3 separate regions of the Sus scrofa genome follow, and regions 1 and 3 are each linked to region 2. The links are chromatin contacts, called in public Hi-C and promoter capture Hi-C maps. All regions are on one chromosome and are shown on one strand. The core of a region is the stretch at or near the end of the contact, and the rest is flanking DNA. Distances in the headings are between cores, read along the strand shown. Region 1 holds the start of DDHD2 (phospholipase DDHD2). Region 2 holds the start of ASH2L (ASH2 like histone lysine methyltransferase complex subunit). Region 3 holds the start of LSM1 (U6 snRNA-associated Sm-like protein LSm1).

Region 1 (3,367 bases), core at 727-3,226, 130 kb after region 2:
AGCGGGGGGTCCACTCTGGGAAGGCCTCATGGGGTCCTGCTTACTTACACCTCTACCTCTGCAAACAGGGATAACCTACCAGGTTGCTGTGAGGCTTAAATAGGATTTTTACTTGTAAAATGTTTACAGTTGTATCTAGAATATAATAAGAGCTCAGTAAAAGCTGGCTACCATTTTTAGTTATATTAGCAAGGCATCTGAATCAGATGCCTAGAGACTGAGACACAGCCCTGGCTTCCTTCATCCTCCTGGAGAAAACAGGATCTATTCAGGCGTTATAAATTTTAGAAGGCCTATATACACTTGTGGGTAATTGTGTGTGGTTTTTATTTTTATTTTATTTTTTGTCTTTTTACCTTTTCTAGGGGCACACCTTCGGCATATGGAGGTTCCCAGGCTAGGGGTCTAATCAGAGCTGTTGCTGCCAGCCTACGCCACGGCCACAGCAACGCCAGATCCAAGCCGAGTCTGTGACCTACACCACAACTCATGGCAATGCCGGATCCTTAACCCACTGAGTGAGGCCAGGGATCGAACCTGCAACCCCATGGTTCCTAGTCAGATTCGTTTCTGCTGCACCACGACAGGATCTCCTGTGTGTGGTTTTTAAACGGTGAAAGAATTAAGGTGTTAGAAAAATTCCTTTAGTTTCCTTTTTCTCAGCTTTTGCAGAAATAAAACTTCCATTTTCAGCATTCCGTGAACCCCGCCCTGTAATATAGTTAGAAAATAGGGAAGCATTTTATTGCATGCCCTAAAGGAATTGAGGCCTTCCAGAAAACTGTATACTCAGGAGAGCTGGGCAGGTCTACCAATCAGGAAATTCATTTAAACTCTTCAGTTATGTTATTTCTTTTTTTCTTCTTAGGGTGGCACCCGTGACATATGGAAGTTCCCAGGCTAGGGGTCTAATACGAGCTACAGCTGCCGGCCTACGCCACAGCCACAACAACGCAGGATCCCAGCAGAGTCTGTGACCTATACCACAGCTCACCCCAACGCGGGATCCTTAACCCACTGAGCGAGCCCACTGATCGAAACCGCATCCTCATGGATCCTAGTCAGGTTCGTTAACCGCTGAGCCACTACGGGAACTCCCCAGTTATCTTATTTGGACAAAAGTATTTCCTCCTGGGGAGTTCCCGTCGTGGCGCAGTGGTTAACGAATCCGACTAGGAACCATGAGGTTGCGGGTTCGGTCCCTGCCCCTGCTCAGTGGGTTAACGATCCGGCGTTGCCGTGAGCTGTGGTGTAGGTTGCAGACATGGCTCGGATCCCGCGTTGCTGTGGCTCTGGCGTAGGCCGGTGGCTACAGTTCCGATTCGACCCCTAGCCTGGGAACCTCCATATGCCGCGGGAGCGGCCCAAAGAAATAGCAAAAAGACAAAAAAAAAAAAAAAAAAAAAAAAAAGTATTTCCTCCTAAACCGCCCTTGCGGCTTTTAAATCCTGCCAAGCTCACCGCTACATCTTCCAGAGATAAATCTTTTTGGCAGCCTCTAAATCTTAATAAACGCAAAGGGGAAGGGGCAAAGCCCCAGTGACAAGACACTTTTTCTTTGCAAATGCCAATGTCCTCAGCACCCTGAAGTGGAGGTCTGGCAGGATGGAGCTGTTGCTAGCGCCCCGGCCTACTTCTCATCAGGGGTTGTGACATCCCCGTGTCCTCGCACTATCCCGCCCATTAGTAGGGTTAGCCAGGGTACCACAGACTCAGGGGGTCTGTTTCCTCATCTACTAGGTGAGGAGGCTGGGCTGGTCATCTTGAAGAAGATTGCCTTCATCGAAATTATGCTCCCCACCTATAATGTCTCATTCCCCATCCCTGCCTTACAAAGACCTCCGTCCTCGCGGAGTCCCCGTGCATTGGCTGCAGGTGGAGGGCACGCTGCACGCACCACCCGCGTGCCCAGTGCTCCGGCCGCCTGCCCTCTAGGAGGACCAGATCTCGCGCGATTCCCTCCACCTCTCGCGACACTTCCCGCCAGTTCCCCTGCGGGCCTCCACGCCCCACCCGCCGCCGCCTCGACCGGGAGCTACATGTCACTTCACCTTTGCTTTTAGTAGCCCTGCAGGAGCGCTCGCACGCTGGGAGCGCGGTGGAGCTCAGAGTTGGGCGCGAGCCCGGCGGGGCCGCAGGCTCCGCCCTGCCCCGCCCGGGCTCGGGGGAAGGCCTCCGCAGGGACATGTCCTGCCCCCTTCGGCGAGGGCAGGAAAGAGTGAAAGGCTGCGGAGCTGTTAGGTGAGTCCGTGGCAGCGCGTTAGGGGCGGCGGCCTGGCCAAGGGCTCAGACCCAGGTGCGTGTTGGAGGCACTGCAGGATGGAGGTGCCAGCAGCGGAGGAGGACGCGCTGCCCAAGGCGGGGAAGGGGGCTGGGAGGACCAGTCCCGGCGGGGTGAGGTGACCTCGACTCCAGGGGCACGACAGGCCGCCTTTTGTATCCACTGCGCCCGAAGGCAAAGAGAAATTACTTCGTTTGCAATCGAGGCTCCAGCCCTCCTTGCGGGGCTTGGAGGAGGGAGGGGGAGACGCGTTCTCAAGCTCCGAGGTCCCTGATCTGGGCTGCATGAGGCCAGGGGCCACGGGGAAAAAGGAGCACGCAAGGTAGAGAAGGTAAATTCATGCTGGGAAAAAAGATAAAGTAGCGGAAGCCTGGAGAGCGTCCGCTCAAGAGGCCGTGTGTTTGCGGTCCAGCTGCGCAGGCTGCGGAGATAGCAACTATCTTGTCCACTCTCCTAGTGGGGAGGCTGGGTTTACTTTTGATGTCTGCAGTGTTAGTGTCTGCCGAGTGGTCAGAGTGTTGAAAGGATAGAAACACACAGGTCAGAGTCTTCCTTGAGGGAAGGAAGCTGTTGAGGTCACTTGTTACTTTTCATCTGGGACTTGGACGGTGGGAGTGGGTCAGTGCATGCGCGCAGGGGCCCCAAGCAAGCGTTTGTGATTTCAGAATTTGTAAGGTAGTTCCTATTTAAGCACTCTACAAGAACCAGTTCTTAAGTGGATAGTTTTATTTTCGGTATTGTAAGATTTGAGTAGTCATGTAAATATGTAATGACAGGGGCCTGGAGCCTAAAACCAGGTGTTAAGACTTTGTTAGAGTAAATTTTTTTGCCTCTGACAGTAGACTTAGATTTGAAATTGGGGTAAAGTGGGGTTTTTTTGTTGGTGGTGGTTTGTTTTTTTGCAATCAAGAGTTTGATCAGGTGTTTCTTGTGATTCTGGTTTTGTTTAATTAAAACCATGTAGTTTTCTGAGAGAACTGGGAAATCACTACAGAGTGGTTGGTCTAACAATAAGAAGCATTTTGTTTAAAACCTCTCCCCTAAAAAAAAAAAAAAAAATCCAGCTGTTATTTCTGTTATGTTATT
Region 2 (3,013 bases), core at 222-2,721:
TAAGTCAGAAAGATAAATACACTTGTGATATCACCTACATGTGTAATCTAAAATGTGGCACAAGTGAACCTATCTACAGAATTAAAACACTCAAACTAGGAGAACAGATTTGCAGTTGCCAAGGAGGAGGGAGTGGGATGGACTGGGAGTTTAGAGTTAGTAGATGAAAACTATTACATTTAGAATGGATAAGCAATAAGGTCCTGCCGTACAACACAGGGAACTTTATTCAATCTCTTATGATAGACCATAATGGAAGATAATATGAGGAAATACATATGTATGACTGGGTCACTTTGCTATACAGCAGAAATGGACACACTGTAAATCGACTATAATAAAATTAAAAAAAATAGGAGTTCCCATTGTGGTGCAGTGAAAATAAAGCCTACTAGTATCTGAGGACGCCGGCTCAGTCTCTGGTCTCACTCAGTGGGTGGGGGATCCAGCGTTTGGTGTAAGTCTGTAGGTCGCAGACGCAGCTCAGATCCTGCTTTGCTCTGGCTGTGGCAGAGGCCGGCAGCTGTAGCTCCCATTTCACCCCTAGCCTGACAACTCAATATGCTGCACCAGAAGCCCTAAAAGGCAAAACAAACAACCCAACAAGCAGAAAATAAAGGTGTATTAAGATATAAACAATGACTTCCTGAAAACTGTCCTGGCCCTAATACTTCCAGGAGTTTGTATTCTCAAGCTTGGGGACCATGGCTCCGAATGCTTCCACTTACTCCAATGATCTCATCTACCTGCATTGTTGTTGACTGCTCAGGTTCTTACCTTTAGTCCACACCTGTTCCTTTCTCTAAAGACCAAGCTTCTCTAAACTCTCAAGTCCTCCAGCACTCGGGCTTCATCTTCCTTCTCTCACAGTATTAAGGAGCTTGCAGCTTCTAGAACACACACTGCGTTCCACCTCTTCGCCTGGAGACTCCATTCACATCCCCTCCCCAGCACTCGCCTGTGTAGCTGGGGCTCTGGATTCAGCCTGTCTAGGCTTCCATCTCTAGACATCACCTGGAAACCCGCTCAAAGTGGCAGATCACTAGGGCAGTACAACTAACTACTTCGGGGCGGGAAGACGTTTCCCACATTTTAACCGTGAAGAACGTTTGCACTGCACACCACAGCGTTCAAAGTCCCTAGGCTGCCAGCGCTCTCAAAGGCGCATCAATCACACGGTAGCTTCCTTTCTTAGAACCGAAAAGGGGCAGCGCCCACCCTGGAAATAAAGTGCATCGTAGACGAAATCCCAGTGGTCAACACGCCTCCTCCGCCCAACACCTGGCGGGGTGTGTCGGTGGCTTAGGAGCCCCGAGGTCCCGCCCATCTCTGCCTGCCCGCCGATCTTAAAGCGGGCTGGGAGAGCGCCTTCCCTAGGCAGGCGGTGGACCCACAGAAAGCCTTTACTATTTGAGGGTTAGAGGGCAGATCAGCAACTCGCGCGAGACCCACATAGTAATCTCGCGAGAAGTCTGGAAGGCGGCAGGGATGGCGGCGGCGGGAACTGGACCCGGCCCGGGAGTGGGTGCAGGAACCGGCCCAACAGCGGCCGTAAATGCAACACCGGCAGAAGAAGGGGAGACGAAGCCGGTAGCAGCGGTAGCAGCCGCTCCGGCTGGCGAGGGGACGTCTGTTACTCCAGCCGCGGAGCCAGTGTCGGGAGAGGCGGAAAGCGGGTGAGACGTCCTGCGGCCCGAGGAGCACAGGGGGAGGGAGACCCGCCCCTCTCGGAATCCCGCGGCTCCTGGGAGCCCTCCTGTCCGCCCCCACCGAACCTAGGCCTTGCGGCCAACGGCTCCCCCTGTCCGCTCTGGGACCTTAGTCCCGCCCGCCATTTGACCCGTCCCTTCTGAACTGCATCTCAGACTACGCCCCTTTCCTCACCTTTCGAGCCAGGTTTCTTGTACCTCCCGGCCCTAGCACCCCGGCAGGGGCCTGGTAATTCACTGTAATAGCCGGAACCCTTCACAAATCCCGGAGAGGAAACCACTTTTGCATTGCCAGACTGGAGGAAGTAATGGTCCTTCTGAAAACTGTGATGAAGAGCTGCATCTCTACGAACCTCCCCCAGGACCGATTCCACTCCGTGTAGAATTTCTGTAGGGATCGATTAGGTTTCCCTGTGCCCGGTGGGCTTGCGTCCAACTTGGCCACATTCTTCCCAACCCTGGGCATCCAGTCTGAGAACAAGCTTGGCTGAAAAAGGTGTAGGACTGTGAAATTCAGCTGTAGTTGAATCAACATCTTTGGGAGTAGGCGTTTTTGGGTTTGTTTCTCTTGAAAATTCAGTGCTTGAGTGCTTTCCTTATCTCAACAGGGATGCAAACTCGGTTGATGTAAGTGGTGGCTTGGAGACGGAATCCTCTAATGGAAAAGATACACTAGTAAGTATTTGTTTTGGCACGTTTGCAGGGCAAAACAGTTGGTTTTTATTTTTTACTTAAAAATTTTTTTTTTCATTTTAAGGCCACAGCTGCGGCATATAGAAGTTCGCAGGCTAGGGGTCAAATCAGAGCTACAGCTGCCAGCCTATGACACAGCCACAGCAACGCAAGATCCAAGCTGTGTCGGTGACCTACACCACAGCTCATAGCAACGTGGGATCCTTAACTCACAGAGCGGGGCCAGGGATCGAACCCACATCCTCACAGATACTATTCGGGTTTTTACCGCTGAACCAGAATGGGAACTCCCATTGTGGAAGTTGGTTTTTTGAAGTTTTCAAGCAAATCAAAATACCATTAGGTTAGTTAACTTGATTCTGTAATGGCTCTGCGGACACAGGAAGGTGCTGGGGATACTTCAGAGGTGATGGATACTCAGGCGGGCTCCGTGGATGAAGAGAATGGCCGGCAATTGGGAGAGGTGGAGCTACAGTGTGGAATATGTACAAAGTGGTTCACAGCAGACACGTTCGGCATAGATACCTCGTGAGTATTTCTTACAGTCTTTGTAAAAATTGCTTTGTAAGATGCTAGATTTCGACCTGTTCAGCACCTGAATGGTTTGTTTG
Region 3 (2,885 bases), core at 30-2,529, 69 kb after region 2:
GTTGCTGTCGCATAGGCCAGCAGCTACAGCTCTGATTCGACCCCTAGCCTGGGAACTTCCACATGCCATGGTGCCGCCCTAAAAAGCAAAACAAGACAGATCACAGGACTGAAACAATTTATTAAAATTTGCTTGAGGAATAATCCACGAATGAGAGTCTGGAAAAGACAGGACAGCTATAGAGGACTAAACTTCTCTTCAGGATGGTGACTAGGAATAAGGTAGGTCGTCTAAATAAAAACCAAAGAAAACTGTCTAACAAGAAAAAAACAAGTTTTTGGTCCTTCTGGAAAAGTCAAGCCTTGTCTGGCAGTAGTCTCTACTATCATAATCTGAAAATCTAAAGACCCTCAACGGTAAAAGAAGACTGCAAAAGGCGACGCAGCATAAAGCCTATGCTTAGTGCTAATTAAGTCCAATTACTGTTGTATTCGTATTTTCGTTTCTCGATGCATCCCTTCCTTAAGAATTCTCATCCATCCACCAGTAACCACCTGGGACTCGAAATCCCGCAGGTGGGAGATGATGGGCCCGGGAGGCGGCAACTTTCATGTTTGGGCCTCAGCAGCCGCATCCCTGAAAAGCAGAAATGGATTCGACAGCTTGCCGGAGGACTGGTGCAGGCTGTAAGAGATAGGATACAGGTAGGAGGCGGGCAAACAGCGTGTCACAAGGCTCCTCCCTCCTGCAAAGGACGCTAACGCCGCACGTCCAGAACAGCACTAAAAAGACACCGCCCCCTGGCCCGGACTCATTCTAGGACCTGCCTCCAAAAAGCATCCTCCCGGCAGGAAGAGTCTCACCCCAGACTTCACTCGGAGGAGCCGAACTACTCACTGTCGATGTCCTCGATGAGGCTAGCGGTGCCGGGCATATAGTTCATTTTGAGTTGAAATGAGGCGCAACGTATAGCGGTGGTGGGCCAACTCGTCCAACACTTCCTTCTTCCTACCGCAGTCGCCGCCTCGGCGGCACCGGGACAAGAACCCGGACCCAGAGTAGCACCTCCGGCCCGGCTTTCAGCCGCCGGGGCCTGCCGGAAACGTCGCCATATTACTCCCACCCACTTCCGGCATCACGTGCCGGTGCTCAGGAAGAGGCGGGACCGTAGTGAGGTCCCGAGGCACCCTTTCCACGTCCTTGACAAGAGGGGAAGAGAAACCTAGATTGGATACGTAGTGGGGAAATGCGTTCTCCCTTTTAAGGTACACGGTGGCGCCCCTTGCTGTCCTGCTTCCTAGACCCCAGAGTCACCGACCTCAGTCCTTCAACTCTCAAGAATCTGAGGCCGAGGGGGCGGGACCCGGCCTGGGATTGGCTGTTGCTGGCCGACCCCCTTCCCTGCGGTCCACTTGCGTTCTCCGGCTGGCGTCTGCGCAATGGACCGGCCGTGGGGGGCGGGAAGCACTTGGGGGCAGTGGAGCCCATGTCGGCCTTGAGGCGCTCGGGCTACGGCCCCGGTGACGGTCCGTCTTATGGCCGCTACTACGGGCCTGGGGGTGGAGATGTGCCCGTGCACCCCCCTCCGCCCATATATCCTCCCCGCCCCGAACCTCCCCAGCCTCCTGTTTCTTGGCGGGTACGCGGGGGCGGCCAGGCTGAGACCACCTGGCCGGGAGAAGGGGGAGGAGGAGATGGCTACTATCCCTCTGGAGGCGTCTGGTCGGAGCCAGGTCGAGCTGGAGGAAGCCACCAGGTAAGCTTTGCGCTGTCTGTCCCGGGGTGGGGTAGGGGACGGCAATAGGGGAGTCTTTGGAGGTGAGGGTTATTGGGTTTGATACACCTCCAAGAGTTCGTAATGAATTGGGTTTCATGTGTTTTCCTTATGGGGGGGTGGAGAGACAGAAACTAGGATCGTAGGTGGGGGCTATGCTTGTTTTCTCTTTGCCTCTTTTTTACTTCAACCATAGTAAATGTCTTAGCATGAAAAAGGGGAAAAAGATCCTGCGCTGACCTGCTGAGCTGAGTAGCGGGCTGCGAATCTCGCCTGGGAACGGTGTTGGGCTGGAGGGATCCGGGTCTGCTTTTCGAGTCCTGACAATTTATCCTGCGTGGCTCATCAGGTCGGCCCTCCCCAAGAAGGGAGGTGGCTGCAGCACCCTCCGTCCCTTAGCAACCCCTCCCCCTGGGAAGGAACGTGAAGGAAGGGGAGGGATCTGGGCGTTTAGCTCTTTGCCCTTTTAACGCTTTGCCCGACATTGAATCACGCATAATCAATGTTGGAAAGCAGCTTTCCGTGGATTGTTTTATTTCATCTTAAGGGTGACTGCCGCGTAAATGTCATCACATCTTCTCTGTTTTACGATGAAAGAACCGTTGACCGTGAAGGGTTAACTCACTCAGTATATTTGAACCTATAATGTCTTGTTCCTTGTAGTCGTGCGGAAATACAGTTGTTTTGTTATGCAGTATGCTTCGCAGAGAATTAATCGTTATCTGGTGGGGGCACTCCTATCCTTTTCTTCAGGAAATGTAACATCCTCATTGGTTGAAAATGTAATAATGAAATTCCCATACATTGCTGGTGGGAACATAAAATGGTTCAGTGCTTTGGAAAACAGTTTGGAAGTCCCTCAAAACGTTAAGCATACTGTTGGGATCTTACTCAGCAAGTCTGCTCCTTGTTATACACCCAAGAGAACTAAAAACATGTCCACGTATAAACTTGTACACGTGAGATTCATAGTAGCATTATTCATAATAGCCAAAAGGGAAAATATTCCAAATGCCCATCAACTGATGGATAGATAAAATCTGACATATTCATACAATGAATGGGAAGAAATGGGAAGAAATGAAGTACCTTCTACAACATGGATGAACCTTGAAAATATGCTACATGAACGAAGACAAACATTAAACATTGTGTGATTCCATTTATATGA

The links. Promoter capture Hi-C pulls out the DNA fragments that hold promoters and counts their contacts. Hi-C and Micro-C count contacts between places; a contact is called where the count stands out from the background.
Region 1: a contact with region 2 is called in a Hi-C map of liver, with 2.8 times the contacts expected there. The contact joins the promoter of DDHD2 here to the promoter of ASH2L in region 2. A contact is called at or near these places in 6 of 47 Hi-C or Micro-C datasets (alveolar macrophages, blood, fetal skeletal muscle and 2 more) and 1 of 2 datasets of contacts at active chromatin or transcription factors (alveolar macrophages).
Region 3: a promoter capture Hi-C map of liver shows a contact between it and region 2, with 2.1 times the contacts expected there. The contact joins the promoter of LSM1 here to the promoter of ASH2L in region 2. A contact is called at or near these places in 1 of 5 promoter capture datasets (liver), 7 of 47 Hi-C or Micro-C datasets (blood, embryonic fibroblasts, epiblast stem cells and 2 more) and 1 of 2 datasets of contacts at active chromatin or transcription factors (skeletal muscle).

Annotation. Positions count from the first base shown.
Region 1 is chr15:48,291,010-48,294,376 of Sscrofa11.1, reverse strand. DDHD2 (phospholipase DDHD2) reads left to right here and starts at 1,976. Exons shown (of 16, transcript XR_002339364.1): 1 at 1,976-2,241.
Region 2 is chr15:48,415,985-48,418,997 of Sscrofa11.1, reverse strand. ASH2L (ASH2 like histone lysine methyltransferase complex subunit) reads left to right here and starts at 1,471. Exons shown (of 16, transcript NM_001243568.1): 1 at 1,471-1,676; 2 at 2,318-2,384; 3 at 2,785-2,930. The coding sequence starts at 1,489.
Region 3 is chr15:48,347,047-48,349,931 of Sscrofa11.1, reverse strand. It overlaps LSM1 (U6 snRNA-associated Sm-like protein LSm1), which reads right to left and starts at 1,279. Exons shown (of 4, transcript XM_005671778.3): 1 at 838-1,279. The coding sequence starts at 883. It overlaps BAG4 (BAG family molecular chaperone regulator 4), which reads left to right and starts at 1,122. Exons shown (of 5, transcript XM_013984080.2): 1 at 1,122-1,696. The coding sequence starts at 1,427.